Regions from separate parts of the Sus scrofa genome. Here region 2 is linked to region 1. A link is a contact called in public HiChIP or PLAC-seq data. All regions are on one chromosome and are shown on one strand. Each heading gives the region's core, a stretch centred on a gene start, on an enhancer-like site or on the middle of the called end of the contact. The rest is flanking DNA. Distances are from core to core; before and after follow the strand shown.

The links. HiChIP or PLAC-seq counts read pairs in DNA pulled down with a chosen protein or histone mark.
Region 2: an H3K27ac HiChIP or PLAC-seq map of alveolar macrophages shows a contact between it and region 1. The contact joins two enhancer-like sites. A contact is called at or near these places in 5 of 47 Hi-C or Micro-C datasets (embryonic fibroblasts, epiblast stem cells, fibroblasts and 2 more) and 1 of 2 datasets of contacts at active chromatin or transcription factors (alveolar macrophages).

Annotation. Positions count from the first base shown.
Region 1 is chr13:77,620,860-77,627,162 of Sscrofa11.1, reverse strand. STAG1 (cohesin subunit SA-1) reads left to right here. Exons shown (of 38, transcript XM_021071121.1): 6 at 5,945-6,052. The coding sequence starts at 6,024. Among named protein-coding and RNA genes, the nearest start is that of SLC35G2, 200 kb to the left of the region's middle. Within about 2 kb of position 3,407, at least 1 of the 83 cell types and tissues checked has an H3K27ac peak or open chromatin away from gene starts, as enhancers often do. A contact at or near this core is called in alveolar macrophages, where this site is marked.
Region 2 is chr13:77,718,218-77,725,003 of Sscrofa11.1, reverse strand. The region is part of intron 5 of STAG1 (cohesin subunit SA-1); the gene reads left to right. Among named protein-coding and RNA genes, the nearest start is that of SLC35G2, 100 kb to the left of the region's middle. Within about 2 kb of position 1,788, at least 3 of the 83 cell types and tissues checked have an H3K27ac peak or open chromatin away from gene starts, as enhancers often do. A contact at or near this core is called in alveolar macrophages, where this site is marked.

The DNA.
Region 1 (6,303 bases), core at 2,158-4,657:
AGATAAATATATGATACCACTTCCATGTGCAATCTAAAAAAAAAAATACAAATGAATCTATGTACAAAACAGAAACAGACACAAGACATAGAAAACAAATTTATCATTACCAAATAGGGGAAAAAATGGACAAATTATGAGTATGGGATTAACAGATCTAAACTACTCCACACAAAATAGATAAGCAACAGGGATTTACTATATATAGCACAGGGAATTATATTCAATGTCATATAATAACCTATAATGGAAAATAATCTGAAAAAAATTACATAACTGAATCACTTTGCTGTACTCCTGAAATAAACACAATATCGACAACCAACTCTGTTTCAGTAAAAAGTAAGTTATATCTTTAGATTTTGTGCATTCATTAATACAGGTATACAACTATTTTATGTATTTTTATTTTAAATCATGTTGGAAACAAACATAGGAATTATAAACCAATGGGAGAAAAAAATTCATGTATACATATATGTGTAAGTTCCCATGCTGTACAGTGGGGGAAAAAAAGTGTGTTGGGGGAAATAACAATAAAAAATAAATCAAAAAATATATATAACAGAAAAAATAAAATAAACCAAAAAGTAAAAAAAAAAGTATTTATCTATGTAGCTAATTTTTCCAGTGATCACCTTTTTTCCTATGACTTCGACTTGTTTGTTGTTTCTTTTCTGCATGAAGGATTCCCTGTAATATTTCTTTAGGGTAGGTCAGGTCTAGCAACAAACTTCTTCAGTTTTTGTTTTTTTAGGAATATCTTGATTTCTCTGCCATTTTTGAGTGATATTTTGCTGAGTGTGGAATTCTTATTTGACAGTTTTCTTTCAGCATTTTAGATATGTCATATTACTGCCTTCTGTCTTCCATGACATTTAATGAGAAATTGACTAATAGTCTTACTGTGAATTCTGTGGATTACTTGTATATGACAAGGTGTTTTTGTTTGTTTTTGTGCTTCTTTAAAGATTCTCTCAATGTCTTTGGCTTTTACAGTTTGACTATACAGTTGGCCTTTGAATTACACAAGTTTGAATTGTACCTATCAAGTCTTATACAGGTTTTTTTTTAAATAAATACTAAAATAGGAGTTCCTTTCATGGCTCAGTGGTAATGAACCTGATTCGTATTGCTGGGGATACAGGTTCGATCCCTAGCCTAGCTCAGTGGGTTAAAGGATCTGGCGTTGCCATGAGCTGTGATATAGATCACAGATGCGGCTCAGATCCCATGTTGCTGTAGCTGTGGCACAGACTGGTGGATACAGCTCTGATTTGACCCCTGGCCTGTGAACGTCCATGTGCTGCAGGTGTGGCCCTAAAAAAGACAAAAACAAAACAAAACACAACCTAAAATGTTACATAGTCTGTGGTTAGTTGAATCCACTGGTTCAGAAGTGTGGATATGGAGGGCCAAGTATGAATTTATATGCAGATTTCGAACTACATGGGGTCAACGCCCCAACCCTGGCTTTGTTTAAGCGTTAGCTATAATTTGTATCTGTGAAACTCTTTAAAAAATTTTTTTTATCTTTTAAAGATTATTTTCCATTTACAGTTACTACAAAATGTTAGCTATATACCCTATGTTGTACAATACATCCTTGAGCCCATCTTATATCCAGCAGTTTGTACTTCCTACTCTCCCACCGCTATATCTCCTCAACCCTCCAACCAGTAATTTGTTCTTTATATCTGTGGGTGTGTCTCTTTTGAGTTTTTCCAACTTCTTGATTGTGTAGATTTCCATATTTGATTTAAAATTGGGAGGGTTTTTTTTTTTTTTTTTTGACTTTTTGTCTATATATTCTTTCTACCCCTTTCTCTTCATCTACTTCTGGAAGTCTGTGTTCTCTGGAAGTCTCACTTCAATAACTAAGCTTAACTGGAGATGGTTTCTGTCAAATTCTTTTTTTTTCCCCCTGTTAATGGGCCATACTTTAATGTTTCTTTGTATGCCTTTTGACTTTTGTTGTTGTTGTTGTTAAAAACTGGACATTTTGAATATTATAATGTTGAACTCTGTACACTTGATTCTCCTTCACATGGTTTACTGTCGTCTTCTTAAGGGCCACAGTCATTCTTTATTTACATTTCTAAACTCTTTGCAAGGACTGTATTCTTTGTCATGTGTGGTTACTGAAATTTTGTTGTCTTGGTGTTTAGCAGTCATTTCAGAGTTCCTTATCCAAGGGGAGTTGAAAGAAAAAAGGTAATCTCTTGATGTTTGCAGATAGTCTGTTAGCCAAAGTACTTCTTCAGGGATTAGCCTGTCTACAGCTCTCAGTATTCACGTTGTACTTGCAGAGAACAAAGATCAGCTAGAGTTGTAAGCCTGTGCTCTTCTAAGGTCTTGTCTTAAGAATTCGTCCAACCTGAGCATTCATGTAGCACTCTACATTTCCTGGTGTATGTGATAGCTCTTTAAAACCCTTATTCCTCCAAATATCTTACTCTTCAGTCTTTTTATTTTGAAACTGTTTAATGTTTTGCCATCCATCATCTCTTGCCCCAGGCAGCTACTTGTGTTGTATCTTTAAATACTATTGAAAGATAACACTCTTTCCAAAAAAGAAAAACCCTTCAAAATACTCAGCCACAGTTTTTGAGAACAGGTCCATGGTGTTCTCTTTGGCACCAGGAAGCTCCACCAGTAACTTGGTTTGCTGCCTTTTGTGGGCGACATTGAGCTGGGGGAGGGGAGATGGTATACAGGTGAACAAAAATGCTGCAATGCTTTCTTATCAGCTATAGTAGACTCTCTGGTAGACACTCTTTTTGTCATAAGTTTTTATTTGATTTTGGATGTCCACAAATGATGATTTTTGTCTTTTTTTTTTTTTTTTTTTTTTTTATTGTACCTGAGACATATGGAAGTTTCCAGGCCAGGGGTTGAATCTGAGCTGCAGCTGTGACCTCCACTACAGTTGTGGCAATGCCGGATACTTAATCTGCTGCGCCACAGCAGGAAGTTCTATTTTTGTCATTTTTTGCCAGGCTATGGGTTGCTTCACTGGATGGCCTAATAATTGGAGTTTTCTACTCCTCCATTTTTCCTTTCTTTCATTTTGAAAGAGTAGTAATTCAGGGTTCATGGTTTTTTCTTTTCCATTATTCCATTGTCTTTCACCTTAGGTAGTTTCTACCAAAAAGTTTGATATAATTTTATGTTCATTTTTCTTTTTGTGAGGAATTATGTTCCTTTAGCTTCCTTTTCTTTTTGGTGTGTGTGTGTGTGTGTGTGTGTGTGTGTGTGTCTTTTTTCCATTTCTTGGGCTGCTCCCGTGGCATATGGAGGTTCCCAGGCTAGGAGTCTAATCGGAGCTGTACCTGCCAGCCTATGCTAGAGCCACAGCAACACGGCATCTGAGCTGCGTCTGCAACCTACACCACAGCTCATCGCAACACCAAATCCTTAACCCACTGAGCAAGGCCAGGGTTGAATCCGCAACCTCATGGTTCCTAGTCAGATTCGTTAACCACTGAGCCACGATGGGAACTCCAACTTCCTTTTGAATTTTCTTAGTTTTTAAGCAATATTTATATTTTAGAATATTCTTCTTAAGAATTCTCTGATCTTTCATCTGTTTTAATGTCTTAAATTATTTTTACAAAGTTCTTTGTTATTTCTCAAGATTTTTTTCCTATTTCATATATATATATATATATATATATATTTTTTTTTTTTTTGGGGGGGGGGGCCTCTTCACTGCATGTGGAGTTCCTGGTCCAGGGATCAGATCTGAGCCACAGTTGTGACTTAAGCCGCAGCTACGGCACTGCCAGATCCTTAACCCACTGTGCCAGGTTGGAGATCAAACCTATGTCCCAGCGCTGCCAAAAAACTCCACCTATTCCATTGTGCCACAGTGGGAACTCTTCAAATTTTTATTTTTCCTCTATCTTTCCTTTTTGATACTGTATCATGGCCTATCTTGGATGCTCTCTTTTGTCTCACTTCCTCTGGTATTCTTTTTTTCTTTAATAAACTTATTTTTTAAGGGAAGTTTTAGATTCACAGCAGAATTGAACAAAAGGTAGAAAGATTCCTCCTATAATCCATGTTCCCATATACATACAGCCTCTCCCTCTATTAATATCCCACATCAGGATGGTATATCTGTTACAGTCAGTAAACCTGCCTTGCACATGTCATTATTACTCAGTGTCTGTAGTTTATATTAGGGTTCACTCTTTGTGTTATATATTCTGTAGGTTAGATGTACCTATCATGGTAGTATCATACAAAATAGTTTCACTGCCACCAAAATCTTTCTTCCCACTGTTCATCTCTCCTACCTGATAACTTCTGACAGTCACTGATATTTTCACTGTCTCTATAGTTTTGCCTTTCCCAGAATGCCATATAATTCAAATTATATTGTATGTAGCTTCTTTGACTTAATAATATTCATTTGAGTTTCCTTCATGTCTTTTCCTGACTTGGTAGCTCATCTCATTTTAGTGTTAAATAATGTTGCATTATCTGCATGTACCACAGTTTATTTATCCATTCACCTTCTAAAGTTTTCTGTTTTAGCAATTTTGAATAATGCTGCTATAAACATCTTTGTGGAGGCTTTTGTATAGATGTAAATTTTCAGTTAATTTGAGTAAATACCAAGGAATGTGATTGCTGGTAGTACTGGTTGATTGTAGTCTATCTATTCTGGCATATTCATTTTATTTTAAAATAATTTTCTTTTTCAAAGACCTAAATGGGGAGTTTCTGCTGTGGCACAGTTAAGAATCTGACTGCAGTGGCTCAGGTCACTGCAGAGGTATGGGTTTGCTCCCCTGCCTGGTGCAGTAGGTTAAAGCATTTGACATTGTCACAACTGTGGCATAGGTCACAGCTACAGCTCAGATTCAGTCCCTGGCCTGGAACTTCCATATATTGTGGGTGTGGCCATTAAAAATAAAATGACCTAAATGGACATTTTCCTAAAGAAGGTGTGCAAATGACCAAAAACTACATGCAAAAGTACTCAGTATCACTAATCATTAGGGAAATGAAAATCAGAGCCATAATGAGATATCATTTCACACCTGTGTTAGGATGTCTTATCAAAAATACAAAATATATATTCTGGTTGAGAATATGAGGAAGATGGAACCCTTATTTACTGTTACTGCAAATGCAAAGTGTTACAGCCTCTGGAAAAGAGAATGGAGATTCCTCAAAGAATTAAAAATAAAACTGCCTTATTATACAGCAATCCCACTTCTGGGTATAAATCCAAAAGAAATGAAATCAATTTCCCAAAGAGATAGATGTACTCCTGTGCTCATAGCAGCATTGTTCACCATAACTAAGGGGTGGAAACAACTTTAGGGTTCTTGGACATATGAATAAAGAGAACTTGGGTGTGTATGCGTGTGTGTGTGTGTGTGTGTGTGTGTGTGTGTGTGTGTGTACAGTGGAGTATTAGTCTTTAAAAAAAGGGAAATATCGTTTGACAACATAGATTAACTTGGAGGGCATTATACTAAGTGAAATAAGCTAGACAGAGAAAGATAAAGATTATATGGAATCACTTATATGTGGAATCTTAAAAAAGGGGAAGGAATTCATAGAAAAGAATGCAAAAGTGTGGTCACCAGAGGTCATGTGGTAGGGGGAATAGGGAGGGGTTGGTGAAAGAGTACAGATTTTGTTATAAATGAATATGGTCTGAGGATCTAAAGTATAATATGGTGATTATAGTTGATAACACTGTTTTGTATAATTGACATTTGTAAGAGGGTAGAACTTAAATGTTCAGAACCAAAAAAAGTAAAATGTGAGATGATGGATGTGTTAGTTAACTCAGTGGGAGAAAGCCCTTCACAATGTATCCATATAGCAAATCCTGCTATAAATATCTTACAATTTTATTTGTCAGTTATACCTCAGTAAAACTGGAAAATAATTTTCTTTCTTTTTTTTTTTTAATTCACAGGATTGCCTTTGAGGTTGTTTTAAATTGAGTTGCACAGCACTTGATTCTTTTGCTCCATTGTGGAAAGATCTTTACAGCAATGATTACTTCAGAGTTACCAGTGTTACAGTAAGTATTATAGCTTTCTTTTTTTTTTAATGCATGTAACACTTTTTCTATATCGAAATGCTCTCATTAATGAGACACATCAAATATGTTATCTGATAGTTGAGCAATATGTTTGAAATAAAAGAACTCTTAGGAGGTGTAGTTGCCATATTCATCTGTGGCTCTTGCCATATTGTAATGTCACTGTGTTCTGTGTTACTGAACAAAAAACCATGTTAGGAGTCAGTAAATTATGACCACAGGCCAAATCC
Region 2 (6,786 bases), core at 539-3,038, 99 kb before region 1:
CTGGCTCATTTCACTCAGGATGAGATTCTCTAGCTCCATCCATGTTGCTGCAAATGGCATGATGTCATCCTTTTTTATGGCTGAGTAGTATTCCATTGTGTATATATACCACATCTTCCGAATCCAATCATCTGTCGATGGACATTTGGATTGTTTCCATGTCCTGGCTATTGTGAGTAGTGCTGCAATGAACATGCGGGTGCATGTGTCTCTTTTAAGTAGAGCTTTGTCCGGATATATGCCCAAGAGTGGGATTGCAGGGTCATATGGAAGTTCTATGTATAGATTTCTAAGGTATCTCCAAACTGTTCTCCATAGTGGCTATACCAGTTTACATTCCCACCAGCAGTTTTAACCACTGAGCCATGACGGGAACTCCCCCTTTTTTTTTTCCCCACTCTGCTTTATTGAGCCATAGTCCACATCTAAGTTGGAGATATTATAGTATCTATTTATGATTGTCTAAGTGATAAAATGAAAAGATTTGGTAAGTGCCTGTGGATTTTTTGGGGGTATGGGTGTTAGGGGTGGGTTACCAATACTGTGGGCTCCATGCATTTACAAAGAAGAGCAACAAGAAGTGAAAAACAGAGGGCAACAATTTATTAAGATCCTATCATATACAATTCATTGTGATAATTCATTTACATAAATACCTGCTTAATGCTTATGACAGTGCTGGAAGGGTTTATGTATTATTATCTTCATTCCAAAGGAAGGCTCAGAAATGTGAAGTGTTATGCGGAAGATATATATATTATCCTCACTTTATAAATGAGGAAGCTAAGGCTTGCAAAAGTGTAGTAATTTGCAGAAAGTATTACAGCCAGTTAGTATCAGAATTTGATCCCAGGAAAGCAATAATTTGAAAGTTTATACTTCTTTCTACTATCAAAAGTTGTATGCTAGGGAGAGAAAACACAGTCGGTTTTGCTCTTTTTGTCTTAAGCATTTAATGTTAAAAGCTACTTTGGCCAGTTTGAACGTTGTTGTTACATAGCCATGTTTGTGGGTTTGGTCAGTAATTTATTTAGGCTTTACAGAAAAGTGGAACATGAATTATTCTTTGTTATATCTGCATGGCTAAATTGGGTTTGTAACTAAGCATCCCAAGAAGCACGTGGTCACAGAACTTGTTATTAAGATTCAGATGTCAACAATTTTGCCATATATATTTACCACCTTTACTATTTGTTCAGTATTTTCTTAAATTGTCTTTTCCCCCTTGAGTTCATTTTGAAAGGAAACTAAAACATCAGAATTGAGTGAAAGTAATGTCATTTGCTATATATAGAAAGTAACATAAAATCAATAAACAACTATTAGATTAAAAACTTTTGATTAGTGTTGCACCTGGAACTATTCCTTAGCCACCAGTGATTGTGTATCACTCACTGGAAAACTCAGATTTGGAAGATTTAATCCTAAGAGTTTTATCTTGTTCCAAGATAAAATAAGCTGATTGAGAAAGATTGAACTAAGGAAGGTGCAGGTAGGTGTTCATACTAAGCAAGGGGAAGACCAGAGCAGAAACTATTTGTGACCTGGTCGATAGTGACTTCTTTATCTAAGTGACGTGAGCTATTAGAAGTGATTCACATCAATTTATATATGTATCTTATTTTACTACAGTAATTGAAAGATGTCTAGCAGATTTTTCCTGTTTATTTGCCTTTTGAAAAGACCTTTCAATTGTGACATAAAATACATGAAACATAAATGTACTGTTTAAATAGTTATTACAAAGTAAAGATTGTGAAACTAATTTGGTCAAGAACCAGGACATTGTCAACACTGGAGAAGTTCCTCTACTGCCTGCCTGTTTGCATTACAGCCTTTATGCTAAACGAACCATTATCCTGCTTTTCATGGATATCCTTTTCTTGTTTTAAAAAATATTTCTAGGTGTTCCCATTGTGGTTCAGTGGTAACGAACGCAACTAATATCCATGAGAACTCAGGTTTGATCCCTTGCCTTGCTTGGTGGGTTAAGAAGTTGGCATTGCTGTGGCTGTGGTGTAGGCTGGCAATTGCAGCTCCAATTCAGCCCTTATCCTGGGAACTTGCATGTGCTACAGGTGTGAGTCTTAAAAAAATAAAAATATTTCTACTTCCTAAATCTTTATTCCTAAATGCTGTAGCTTTGCTTCGTCTCTTTTACAGTTTCACATGGACAGAATCACACCCTATTTTTTGTGTCTTCTTTCATTCAGTGGTACATTTGTGAAATTCATCTAGTTTCATAAATAGTGAAAACTGTGCACCTATAGTTCATTTTTATTAAGTATTCAATTTTTTATTATGCCCAATTTATCCATTCTACTGTTGATATACATTAGATTATTTTCAGTTTGGGGCCATTATGAATAAGGCTTCTGAGAACACTATATATTTTTAATGCCTATGTGTTGCCTTTTCTGTTGGATCTATATTATTGAGTGGAATCTCTTGGTCCTAATGTATGTCATCAGAAAATGCCAAGTTGTTTTCCAAAGTGGTTTTATTATATTTTGCTTCTGCCAGCAGTATATAAGAATTCCCTTTCTGTCATATTCTCTTCAGCACTTAGTGCCAGTCTTGTAAAGTTTTAGCCATTTTTGAAGGTTTTAATTTGTATTTTCATTGGATACTAATAGTGTTAAGCACCTCAGTTTTGGCCATTTTGATAATTCGTTTTGTGAAGTGATTGTTCTTGTCACTTGCCCATTTTTCTATTGGATTGTCTCTGTTTTGATTCATAGAGGTTCTTTATATATTCTGAATATTGAGTCCCTTTGTCAGTTTAAATAGATCACTAGTATCCTTTTTTTTTTTGGCTGTGGCATGCAATGACTTGATGTGAGATCTCAGTTCTCAGTTTAGGGATTCAACCCAGGCCACAGCAGTGAAAGCATTGAATTCTAAGCACTAGAGCACCAGGGAACTCCCTAGATCACTAATACCTTTCATTCTGTAGTTGCCTATGTTGCTTTTTAAAATGGTATCTTTTGGTGCAGAAAATTTCTTACATAGTCACGTTCATCAGTCTTTTCCTTTATCCTTAGTGCTTTTTGTGCCATGTTTAAAAAAATCTTTCCTTACTTGGAGGTTATGTGGTTATTCTTCTGTGTCATCTAGAAGCTGTATTTACTTTTCTCATTTAGGTATATCCTTTACCTGGAAATGATTTTTTTTTTTTTTTTTTTTTGTCTTTTTGTCTTGTTGTTGTTATTATTGTTGCTATTTCTTGGGCCGATCCCACGGCATATGGAGGTTCCCAGGCTAGGGGTTGAATCGGAGCTGTAGCCACCAGCCTACGCCAGAGCCACAGCAACATGGGATCCCAGCCGCGTCTGCAACCTACACCACAGCTCACGGCAACGCCAGATCGTTAACCCATTGAGCAAGGGCAGGGACCGAACCCGCAACCTCATGGTTCCTAGTCAGATTCGTTAACCACTGCGCCACGACGGGAACTCCTGGAAATGATTTTTGAGTGTGTATTAGGCCACGTTTTAATGTGTTTTTATATGGATGTCTGGTTGTCCCAGCACCACTTAGGAACAAACAAAAAAATCAAAAACCTTTCCTACTGCTCTGCAGTTTCATCTTTTTATAATTCATGCCCATATATGTATGCTTTGTCCCTGAGCCTGCATCTTGTTAGATTAATCCGTTTGTCTTATCCTTGCACTAATATTGTTGCCTTTTTTATGGAGTTTAATGTTAACTCTGAATATCCTACAAAGCAAGTTTTCCCACCTTGTTCTTTTTTAAAGACTTCCTAGTCTTTGCATTTTCACGTGTATTTTAGAACCACCCTGTCAGTTTCTCCTGCCCCCCCCCCCCCCCCCCCCCGCCTTCCTCCCAAAAGAAACCAGTAACTCCCCAGACAAACTACAAAACCTGTTGGGATTTTGATTATGATTGCATTGCTGTTTTAAATTAGTTTCCAGGTAGGGAGAAATGACATCTTTCATAACTTTTTGGATAGAATATCCTTTGTTAGAGTTATTATTAGCTATTTGATTTTTAAAATGATATTATAAGTATTTATTTTTTACAGATTATGATACTTTAATCAGGAGTTTTATAGCAAAATATTTTGTGAAGAGAAATTCTAGCTCCAAGTCAAATTGTCCAAAGCATCTCTAGCATTTCTAAAGCTTGAGGGAGTCCCAGATGCTACACAGAGTAATTGCTTCTGAGGATGACATTTTCCTTTTGTTTTCAAAGAAATTGGACAAAGTGATTGTTTTGTATTGTGATAAAAACATACTTCACATGACCATTTCACTTATCTGAGTAAATTGTGGGTTTTTTTTTTTGTATTAGGCTTTTAATTACGACAGTTTTAAGCTACTCATAAAAATCATTGCTTAAATAAAATGGTTTATGTACTTTTTTTTTAGTTTTAGATTTTTCTTGGCAAACTTTACTTTGCATTAAATAGTTTCTTCTGGTCCTTGGTTGTAATGGGGTAGGGATTATGACCTAAATAAACAGTAAAGTGAAGTACATTATGCAAGTTATAACCTTGTTGCAATGAACATGAAGTACAAAATGACTTTTTGAAATTCTAGGACTGTGGAAAGGAAACAAAATACAGTATAGGTTTAACTCTGCATAGCGGTGTGTGTGTGTGTGAGAGAGAGAGAGAGGAGAAAATTAGACAGGAACCCTGGAATGGAATGTAAGAGAAAAATAGCAGAAGATAAAGGTAAAATGAAATATCCTGGAGAAGGGAGTGGTAAAATAATATTTTAACTGTTTATTTGTTCTTGGAAAACCATTGTGAATTCAGATTTTCACAATTTATACTGTGGAAAAATTGATTTTCAGAAAGAAACATTTTAACAAAAACTTAGGTTGGAATTTTGTGTTGGTGAACTTTCCTAGGCCTTAGAAACAGAATATCCAGAAAGGGAAGAAAAAGAACAAAGCCTAGCATATTTCTGGGGGTAAATAGGCCCAAAAATGTTGTGGTATGTTTTATGAATAAACTCTGTGATACTTGATCTGCACTTCTCAAACTCTAATTAGGTCAAAGTTTATTTAAGATGACAGAAATAACCGTAGTTCATCTGTGTACATCATATTGTAATCTGACTTTCCAAGATCATAAATTCTCCATCAGGGTTGGTGAAGTAGAAAATGGTAAGTATACACATGCTTAAAGTAATTTTAAGGATTTATCAGACATTTCAAAGATTCTATTATTCTTTACTACAGATTATTTTTGGAGAGATGGAGAATTGAACTAGGCACCTAACCATAATATAAATACCAATGTAATAAGCACTGAAGCTGTTTATTTCAAATTAGTGTTTGATAGTGCATATTGGTTTCCCAATATTAGCCTTTACTTTTAAAAATTTCTTTCTTTTTTTTTTTTCTTTTTATGGTCATCCCTGCAGCATGTGGAAGTTCCTGGGCCAGGGATTGAATCTGAGCCACAGCTGCAACACTAGATCCTTTAACCCACTGCACTGGGCTGGGGGTCTAACCTGCACCTCTGCAGCTCCCCTAGCCATTGCAGTCAGATTCCTAACCCACAGCACCACTTTGAGAACTTCCCCCCACTCTTTTTTAAGTTGAAGTGAAATTCATATGATACAATTAACTATTTTAAAGTGTACAATTCAGTGGCATTTAGTGCAGTCACACTGTTGTGCAACCACACTTCTGTAGTTCCAGAGGATTTTCATCACACCAGAACACCCTGAAATCCATTAAGTAATCACTCCCCATTTCCCTCTGATGCCTGTCAAAATCAATCCCATGGCAGTCCCTCATCTGCTTTCTTTCTCTGTGGGTTTGCTTGTTCATGGTATTTAATATAAATGGAATTATTTAATATATGTTGGGCTTCTTTCACTTAGCATAATGTTTACAAAGTTCGTCCAAGTTGTAGCTTGTATCATTACTTATTCCTTTTTATGGTCGAATGATAATTCCATTGTATGTATGCCATTTTATATAAGGCACTTGAGCATCTGTGGATTTTGGTATCCATGGTAGGACCCTGGAACCAATCCGCTCAGGATAGCAAAGGAAAACTGTACCACAGTTTGTTCATCTTATGAACATTTTGACTGTTGTCAGTAATGTTGCTATAATATTTGTATACAAATTTCTATGTGAACCTAAGAATTGCCAGGTCATGGTAATGGTTAATTCTATATTTAGCTTTTTGAGGAACTGCCAAACTGTTTTTGACAGTGGCTGCGCCTTTTTTCATTTTCACCAGCAGTGAAGTATTCCTATTAGTCCACATTCTTGTCAGCACCTGTTGTTTTTATTGTTTTGGTTTACTGAAAATGTCAGTTTTAATTACTGTATTATTGTGTAAGTTTTGCAATTTTGGTGTGTGAGCCCTCCAACTTTGTTTTTCCATTTCAATATCGTTTTGACTATTTGGGCCCCTTGCAATTCCATGTGAATTTGAGGGTTGACTTTTCCATTTCCATATGCTATTGGGTGTGAAGTAGTACCTCATTGTGGCCTTGGCTTGAATTTTCTTTTTTTCCTTTAAAAATTTTTCTTTTTCTATTATAGTTGATTTACATTGTTCTGTCAACTTCTGCTGTACAGGAAAGTGACCCAGTCATACATATATATATATATTTAAGATATATATATACTTTTTTTTTCTTACGTTATCCTACATTGTGTTCTATCACAAGTGACTGTAGTTCCCTGTGCTGTACAGGAGAATCTCTTTGCTTATCTACTCTAAAAACAATAGTTTAGCATCTACTAACCCCAAACTCCCAGTTCATCCCACTCCCTCCCCTACCCCCTTGG